Linked DNA regions of Larimichthys crocea: region 2 is linked to region 1. The links are chromatin contacts, called in public Hi-C maps. All regions are on one chromosome and are shown on one strand. Each heading gives the region's core, a stretch centred on a gene start, on an enhancer-like site or on the middle of the called end of the contact. The rest is flanking DNA. Distances are from core to core; before and after follow the strand shown.

What was found. A called contact is a pair of places that touch in the nucleus more often than the background predicts.
Region 2: a contact with region 1 is called in a Hi-C map of muscle, with 8 times the contacts expected there. The contact joins the promoter of znf407 here to the promoter of zhx2a in region 1. A contact is called at or near these places in 3 of 7 Hi-C or Micro-C datasets (all in muscle).

Annotation. Positions count from the first base shown.
Region 1 is chrXIII:23,901,291-23,906,302 of L_crocea_2.0, forward strand. zhx2a (zinc fingers and homeoboxes 2a) reads right to left here and starts at 2,519. Exons shown (of 13, transcript XM_019256831.2): 1 at 2,070-2,519.
Region 2 is chrXIII:24,096,330-24,101,011 of L_crocea_2.0, forward strand. znf407 (zinc finger protein 407) reads left to right here and starts at 3,365. Exons shown (of 10, transcript XM_027286517.1): 1 at 3,365-3,627.

The DNA.
Region 1 (5,012 bases), core at 1,269-3,768:
AGAAACGCAACACAAACAGGTCATGTTTGGTATGAAGGGAATGTTGTCTAACGAACGCGATATTTCATCAGACGCGCGGTAAGAATGTGAACACAGACTGTGACAGGGTGACAGCCTCACTTAGAAGAGCAGAGTACATAACAGACAATAAATGCTTTGCAATTAAGTGGCTCACCTGTAGGGACAGAGTGTACAGACCTGTCAGAGGTCTGAGGCTATACACCGGTGAACAGGAGCATTCAGTTACAGCACAGTAAATCTGTGTCAGGGACTGTTTATCATAAGCAGCGATATGGAAGATATGAAATGCTACTTTAATCTCAACCTACATGCTGTCAGAGTCAATAAAAGATTGTAACTGGCACCGTGAACCAGCTGGTGTTATTGTGTGAGTGTTTCCTTTCCTGGAAATGTCACAGGCGGATCAATTTTGTTCTTACTCACCATTTTCATTATTAATGTTTATCATCAACACCTATACTTGTGTCCATGTTGATTATGGCATATTCAAATCAAACCATCATTTCAATGTGCAATGCAGAATATAATACAATAACAAGCCAATAGATAGGACACCAATACCAAGTACTAACCTGACACCGTGTGACACGGTGCTCTTTTTCCAAAATAAAACATTTGTATATGTCATCTCACGGCACACTCGGTACGAGTCATTTTTTTTGCGGAAGGTGACACGAGGTCAGGGATTTACATGTTACCAAAGCACTGAGCTGGTTGTCCTCTGTGACTAAATGAATGTAAATACACTTGAGTTATACGACAACATTGACAAATAAACTGTGGATCAAGAAGGCAGTGTTTAATCCTACTGCAGGCGTACATATTCTGCCAAAATTACTCTAGAAAACAAAAAGACAAATTATGAGGGGCTTGAAGAGAATACAGTTTTGCTTGACTGAGACATGTTTGCTTTACAGTGACTTTAGAGAAACTTTATGGCATGGCGTCACAATAATAAACCTATATGTTATGGTGGTGTGTGAGATTCAGTGTTACGTGACACGGTGATTGAAAAAATAGAAAGCTAAATATTGAAATGTTTGCCATGTCCATACCTCTGTGACTTCCTTGATGATATTTTATATACACCACATTAAAGACAGGACACAATGGCATTAAATATCCCTGCTGAAGCCTTTACTGGACACACTGCTGACACATCCCCCCTGCTCACAGCAGTGTGTGCTGGCTCACAGTCTGCCTACAGTCCGGGGCACAGGGTTCATTACCAAAGTTAATATTGTGAATAAGAACAACCACGCCTGACTTTTTTACAGCAGTTGCAGGCCTACTGCAAGCAGAGGATATAAGTCAGCTCCTGTGCTACAGCACCGTGTGTGTGTGTCGGTGCAGTGAGAGCCGTGGTCTCGGAGGGGAGGAGGCATCACCAGGGGTAACGTTACGCCTACATCACAGAGTCGCGCAAATCAAAGTCTATAAACAACGTCGGAGTCTAAAAGTTGCGCTGAAACCTCCGTGCCGCTGAATGTGAGCGGGCACACCGGCGGCAGAGAGGAGTTTAGCGGCCGTTTCAACCGGCCAACCCCGAGATGTGACAGAGGGGCGCAGAAAAACACTCTCCCCAAATGTTCCCCCTCTCGCCATCGACGTAACAACATGTCGGCAAAGGACGGCCATGTTTTGCTGGTTATGTCGACACGGGGAGGAGGAGGAGGAAAAGTAGACACGATGTTTCTCCTACTCTGCCTTCACCCACCGCGGTCACAACGTATCAAAGTGAAACTTAAAACACCAGGAGGGGGAAAGAAAACGTCCAATTTACAACTTGGCGGACACATTGTGTGTGAGCACGCAGGTGTAAACGGCAGGGGCAGGCAAAGTTCACACGGCGAGACAAGTTAAAATATTTATACAGAGGCGTGTGGGTGTTTGGGAGCCACGCAAAGGCAGCGCAACACGAGCGAGAGCGACAAAAAAAAACAACTACATGCAGTTTTAACTTGAGGGACTTTTGAAGGAGGGAGAGAGAGAGGGAGAGGGGGAGCCGTGGCGAGAAAAACAGATGAAGAGTTTAGCCCATTTCTTACCTGCCCACCGTTTTGGCGCGATGCTCAGGTAGTGCGGTACAATCCCAAAGCGACTGCTGGAACCAAGAAATAAACCCAATCTGGTTTAAACACTCTCACGGCGATCCAATAGCCGAGCAGACAACAGGCGACAGGAAAGAAAAAATTGGCGATCACAAGGAGGATCTACGCCAAAAGCCACATGATCGCCGACGTCAGAGTACGTATTTGCATGCCGTACCGGAGCGCCGGTGTCCGTCCATAGCGGGTCCATAGTGTTATAGCCGTGAAAAGTTAAGAAACAGGCGAAGGAAAGTGAGACAACTCCGTGTCCAGACGACAGGAGGAGTGCTGGTGGCTTCATGAAGCATGTCTTCTGGTGTAAAAATGAATGAGCTACGCCTTGTTGCCGTCAAGTTGTCCCCGTGCTGATGCCTGCCTGCCTCTCTGCTCCGACCTACTTGAATATTAAAGTATGATAGGGGGCGTTTGTTACCCCCAAAGTCCCACCCTTCCTCTTTCATCCCGCCCACCCCTTCTCTCTCTCTCTCTCTCTCTCTCTCTTTCTCGGCCCCCCCATCTCCCTCTATGCATGTGCATGTGAGGTGTGGAGTTGCTGCAGTGTTTTCTACAGTGGAGGCTGGTCTGCAGTGGGTAAACCGCATTCATCACACACACACACACACACACAGGAAACACTCACATCTGGATCCACAAAGGTTAGTCTGAGGTCAGCTCATATTCACACTTTGTAATGGTGAGAGAGACGTGTCTGTGTCCTGATGTGACACAGACAGTAGTAAGCACACAAACACACGCACACACACGTACACGCACACAACAGTGACCTCCACTGGATCCACATTAGTACTGATTCTGACCTTGGTCCATGCATATGCATCACAGCTTTCACGTAGCTATGGTGAAGGCAGTACAAGTACAAGATCTGTACTGCAGCAATGCTTCTGGTATTCATTTGTGTCATTCACGAGTAGAAAATCGTACAGATCAGAGAGAAAATTGTCATGTTAATGAAGTGGGAAGTTTGTTTTCACCTGCCCTTCTGCACTGAGAGGTCAGAGTTCAGGTCCAACTACAGTGACCCTGCAGGTATTTATTATTTTGCTGAGGGACCTTTTAGCGGGAAAGAGGTTTGCTTTGCTGACACGTGTCCTGAACTTTGGCTGCAGACTTTGGTTTGACACAGTGTTTCTCTAGCCCTTAGGGAATAAGCAAATTAATCAATTATTGCTTTTCAAATACAGGTATGTCCCTAATCAAACAGAAGAACTGATACTCCCATTCCGTTTCTGAAGTTGTTTTCTGCACATGCTTAGTTTCAAGAGCACAAACCATGGCTGCTTTATCTTAAAAAGGCTCCACTAATTCAGTCTTGCACTGCCATGAAGTTGTGGAACTTGTGTGAGACAGATTTTTAAAAAAAGAATAGCTGAAATCAGTGCTGCAGAGGCTGAGATATGCTGACTTTTAGTCCTTACAAAAACACTAGATTCTGCAATTCCTATGATGCAAAGCAGTACTCTTTTGATACATTCTCTCTGCCTAAAAGGCCAGGACGTTCAAGCTCCTTACCTTCTATTCGAGTGTGCTTCAAGTGTGAAGTCTCCAACCCCAGGCCCCGATAACCCTGATCACATCATGTGGGTTAAACCAACCTTGATATGTAAAATTGGCACAGTGCCTCTTTGAGTTCAAAGTCATGTGAAGTATACGCTCTACTCTATCTGTGTGTGGCCTAACTTTTCTAACACTTTGGTGTTTAGTTTGTGTGCACCAGTTTCAGCCAACACCGAAAGACACACATGTCATGTTTACAGCATGACATGTTGATAATACAGTTTTACGTGTGTGTGTCCTTGTTAATTAGAATTAATAGTGTGCTAATTATACACATTACTTAAACTGACTGGCCATGGATCCTCCTACCTCCACCTGAAGGTAATAAAGGATTTCAGTGTTTGTGGAAGAACAGCATGTATTAATATCATTTCAGACGTTATTTATCTGTATTGCTTGTTCATTTTCTGATTGATCAAATGTAGTGCAGCTCTCCCCGATGTCGAGCTGAGAATGTTGTTGTTTATATTCTGCTTGAGTATTTTTAATGCTGCTTGCTCTGAAGAACATCAAGACAAATTCCCCAGGTATGAAATCAAATACAAAAGAAAAGCGGATAAATTGCATGTCTCAAACAAACAATTATGAAGGTAAAAAAAAGAAGATCAAGAGCAGTGTATTTCTCCATCTTTGTTTTGAAGGACTGTTTTACCTCATCAATGTGTTACTGCCTTGTTGATTGTGGTGTTCACATCTTCTCTGGACCTGAAGTTTAACCACATGAAAACTGAGAATTATTAATATTCTCTGAAGAGTTGTGTCTTTTATGAAGTTGTCCACCTGTCTGCGCTGATCGTTTCGCAGAAACTTCTTGAAAGTGATCAATTTATCTCTTCAATCTAGATGTTAGTTCACTGGTGTTTCCCCTGATAGCTTAATCCTCCCCTGCAGTGGTTTTATTGAGTTTTGATACCATATCTCTCTGTGATGGATGGTTTTATCCACAGAGGCATCTGCTTTGATGATGACACAAGCAGGGCTCTGCACAACACAGTTAATTTAACAGAGACTAATCTTCTCCTTTCATAACTTTAGGCATATCATATGTGCCTTTTCTATTAAAGGTAGGAGAAAGCCAATATACTTGAGACTAGTTATGACAAAGCAACCGCCTCACAGCTGACGGTCAGATTTCATTTCTACAGGTCAGAGCAAGGTCACATCTTTAAACTATAGACAGTTTTATCAGGACATTTACATGACTTATATGTTGTCCTGATCATTTCAGTGCATAATGTAGAGACACAGAAGTAAAAGCTATAATTCTGTACGTATAAAATGTTAGGTGACATTTGGGCCTTGGATGGGCATGAAACTCTCCAGGTT
Region 2 (4,682 bases), core at 2,115-4,614, 200 kb after region 1:
TAGCTGGCTTCTTAGTTTGAAGCCGCAACACTATTAGTTACTACATATCAAAGCTAATCTGGAGATTCATTTATTAGGACATGATTCAGTTGGCATGGTTACCACTGTGGCCTTTGGTTTCTTTAATGCTGCCAAACAGAGAAATTGTGGTAAACAAGTGCACCAATTACAACTTTAACCAATAATGAAAGAATAGCTGTTTGTGTGTTGACAGCTACATTTGCATGCATGGTTTGTTCTGTGACTATTTTCCACACATGATGACAAAGAACAGGTATTTGTTAGGAAAACCTGTAAGATGTAAAACAATAAAACACAGTTCCTTTAAAGCCTTCTATAAAAAGTGGTCTAGGCCTATTTAAATCCTGGCTCTGTAAATTCAGATAAAAAGATCCTTACTTGGTAAAAACTGTCCTGTAATTGAGTTTTCTCTTTCTTACTTTACTTCTGTTCCCTGAAACACTATTACAGCATTATCACTCTCTGGCAAGAGTTTTGTCTTCCAGCAAAATGTGTGTGTGTGTGTTTTTTTTTTTGCAAGATGTGTCCTCATGGTTGCCATGGCACCACATATACACACTGTGCAGCTGTGCACAGATTGCCCAAGTGTGATAAATGTGTAGATTGCTCCCCCTGGTGGAGTCAGGGATGAATTCTGCCCCAAAACGTGTGCTGTAGCCTAATTACAAAACAGATGCAGTAGGCTGAAGTCACAGCCATTTGAAAAGGGAGTGGTACTCTGGTTGCAATCTGCAGATCACAGCTATTAAATCCTACACACTGGACTTTTAAGGGAGGATCACACATATAAAAGATGTCGACATGTTAACAGAGGTTTATTTCTTTATTAAGCTGAGTAATCTCATCAATATCCACCAATATCTCTGACTTGTGCCTACTATAAACTCTCCTTTAGGCATAGGATCTGCTGAAATGAGGTGCTGCAAACCACAATGCACATTTACAAAATATTCTGGCCCTCATTGCTACATAATATCCCATCCCAAGTTCAGTCTGTCTAATAATGTTGCTACAAGCTATCACAGCATTCCCTGCATGGCTGGTGTGCCTTTTCAATGGCTGGTTTTACAACTGAACTGGCAGCACTGCGTGTGTCCTAATAACATAATAGGCCACACTTTTAATGATCATGTTCTACTATGTACAGCATTCATAAATTGATAATAACTATTATCATCATCAATGTCTTTGTCATAGCTCAGGGTTTAGTCAACTGAATACAACACACGGGTGATTGTACTTAGTCTGGCTGACTACTCTTGGTGTTAAGTTACTTGAGGTACCCCAACTCCTTCATAAGAATTAAGGTGTAATATAATTTTACAATCTTAGAACTTACAAGACAGTCAGTGATGGATGAGCTCTGTTTAGCTGCTTCACTTCTTGAATACAACAGAGCCATCGTTAATGTTATTAGTAACACCTGTGACACATCAAAAAGTCTGTTGTAAAGGAGGCCAATCAAACGCTGGCCTGAGAAGAGGACCAATTAGGCAACAAATTGAAAACAGCTGTGTGGCTGGACCAAGGCTGTGCATGGTTTTTAAAAACAATATTTATTTAAAATTTTTTTTAAAGAATGTTGTGTTTCATTTTGTTTTGTTTATCCTATTTATTTATTTCCATCAAGCATCGCTTGGAAATTGTTACAAAGGAGTGAGGTATGTGTGTGCATGTGTTTCTGCATCTTTTTGGTAAAGTGCTGACATTTATCAATAAGACAATATTTATTTGTATCCAGGACTATTGAAATTAATTTTGTACAGATAATTACTTTACGTCAGTAAACAATTTGGCTGGGAGACAGTGTTGTACACATCTATTACAGCATGGCTACTACAGGTCATATAACTGCTGTTGTGACTGTGGATTTTAGGTTTCCCTCTATTATTTACTGAAGGTAACAAAGTGGCTACTTTTAAAGAGCATAGAAACACTTTTATAAATTCTATATGTTCCAATAATAGTGAAAGTGTAACATATTGCCTTTTGCCTATTACACCAGTATGCCATGGTTTACTATAGAAAATAAGTCATTTTATAGATGCACAAAATTAAGTGTAATCTGGCTGTAATGAGCAGGTGGCTGAGACACGTATAGGGTCTTTTTTTGCAAAATATACTGTTTAAATCTACTTCAGAGAAGGAGAGTACTATGAAGCGTGGGACAAAAATGAATATCGAATTTATATATTTTCTCCCCATAGATGTGGAAAATATAGTTAATAGAATGATTAATTGATTGAAAATAAATTGGAAAAAAAAAGAATTAAAAAAAAAAACTTTAAGTGGTGTAGTCTGTTGATTTCACAACAAACTTTAAAAGAAACACAATGGCTAAAAAGAGAGACTGAGCCCACCAAAGCCAGCCTCCTCTCTTTTAATAGACAACTAATGGAGAAAAATGAATGATGAATCCTAATGAAAAATGGGGACGGAGGAGGAGGAGGAGGAGGGGTGTGTGTTTGCAACCATCCATGTCATATAATTTTGACTGTGATGAATTAAAGAAAATTATTGCAAAGTAAACTGTGTATTCATTGCAGGAGGTATCATTTATCACCTCCTGACCTGTCAGACTACTTAATCAATTAATGCCCATGCATTAATCCATCTTCAGTCTTTCCATAAAGCGAACACTGGATGTCAAATGGAAGTGGTGATTCATCACAGGCTGACCATTTGAGGGAAAAAAAAAACACACTGTCTCTGTAAAGACCTCATGCTGAACCTACTTTAAATGGATACAATAACTGAAACATATTTTTTATATACCCATAACATTTTAATGACAGTTCAGAAAGGTAAAAGAACTACAGGGAAATTGGTGCATTTACGTTCACTATAGCACCGTTTAGTGGTTAAGAAAGTTCTTTCTTTACTTTCCAACAACTAGAAATATTATAATTATACATACATAATACATTTTTTAAAGATGTTTAGTCTTCCAACAGTTGGTATGGCTTTTATTGTCATACAGATGTTTTAACCTTCAAACAAACTCAATTACCTGGACACTTTATATAACTAATACTACAGACATGTAATGTAATGCTCCATTAAGATGTTCTTAAGTGGAAATGCTATAGTTCTCAGTTTTAATATGGTAATCCCCACGAGAAAACTTCACCACAGCTTTAATGCAGTAGTGATCAGTTGTCATGTGAGTCCTCCTTGACAAAAGCAATACATTTTAAGAGAAACATGGAAAGTAACTAGTCTATTTGGCCAAAACGTCATACTAATAATACTCCACTTTGTGTACTTTGCAGTAGAACATGAACATAAATGCAACACTTCCTTACTGGATGTGTTGAAAGACTCCCAATACTAAGCAGCAGCAAATGAAAGCTTTATATTTTCTTGGCATACTCTAACAAAGTATTAAAATGTCACCTATTTTGATTATGTTGCCTACTCCAAGTATGGTAATTCATTTTTCCCACGGATCGGGAATGCATCACGTGACCACATCAGCTGAGAAAACCCAGAGAAGGCGCGCGCAGCGAGGCCGCCTTCTCGCGTGACGCATGGTTCATGCTACGGTACGCCATTTGTGTCTAGCAACAAAAAGCGCGGACAGTGGAAACAGTCGCATAACAAGGGGTAAGTTTAATTGTGACTGCACTGCACTGCTTCATCACGTCTCGAGTTGCTTTAGTTGAAACGACAGGCGACTCTCTCGCGTGTTTTCGGGCACTGTTTAGACAACATAGAGCACTGTTTCAGAGGTCGATGTTAGCCTCCTTTTTGGGCCTCTGTGCTGCCGTCGTTTTCTATGCCATGGAGCGAGCTAGACCCGCCTCTGTCCCGCTGTGATTGGACGACACAGCTGATGTAGCAATTTGATTGGACGCGCTCTGCGTAGCTCAAGATACAAGTCGGGGAGATGTCGCTTGTTAGCATGTTAGCCGTTGTGGAGAGCAACACTATCCACAACAAGTTTGTGTCCTGGTGCAAAAGCCTTCAACGACATGAGAGTAGTTTCTACGCAGCATTTCACTCTGCGACAGTGTCTGTCTTTGGCTGCCGGTGCTGTTTCTAACATGCAGTGGGAAACCCTGTTCGGCTAACTTAATGTTACTTTTACGCTATATCGGATGCTTGGTGGTGAAACCTCTGTGAATTCATCCAGATAATTAGCGAATCGACAATAAAGCGGAGATATGCTGGAAGTCTTGACAAACGGAGCTGTACAGGAGCACACACCGCATTTGTTGTCCATCTTTTCATGCGGTCTCGACCGACAGCGTCGCTTTCTGTCCAGATACTGTCCGTCCCCCGCTCTGCGCGGGGAACACGATACCACATTATCTATTAAAAGCACCGAAAGTCAAATTCGACATGGATTAAGACCATTAATAATCGCCCATAAGTCACCAATCATTTCATAATCAGTGCAACATAAACGACCAAATAAACACTTTGCAGAATATTCCAACTTGATGTGCTGCCCCTTCTGATAATCCTTTAGTGATCCAGCCAAAAAGCACAGAGGATGGCGGTAGTGAGCACCATGAGCTCATTCTTATAGCTGCACTTTCTCGAAATAACATGTTGACTTTAACCCAACCGCCCTGAACCCCCTTCTCTGTTTATGGATTTCCTTGTGCGATTTCAAATAAGCAGAGGTTTGGTAGCAGAAACAAAACATGACCCCA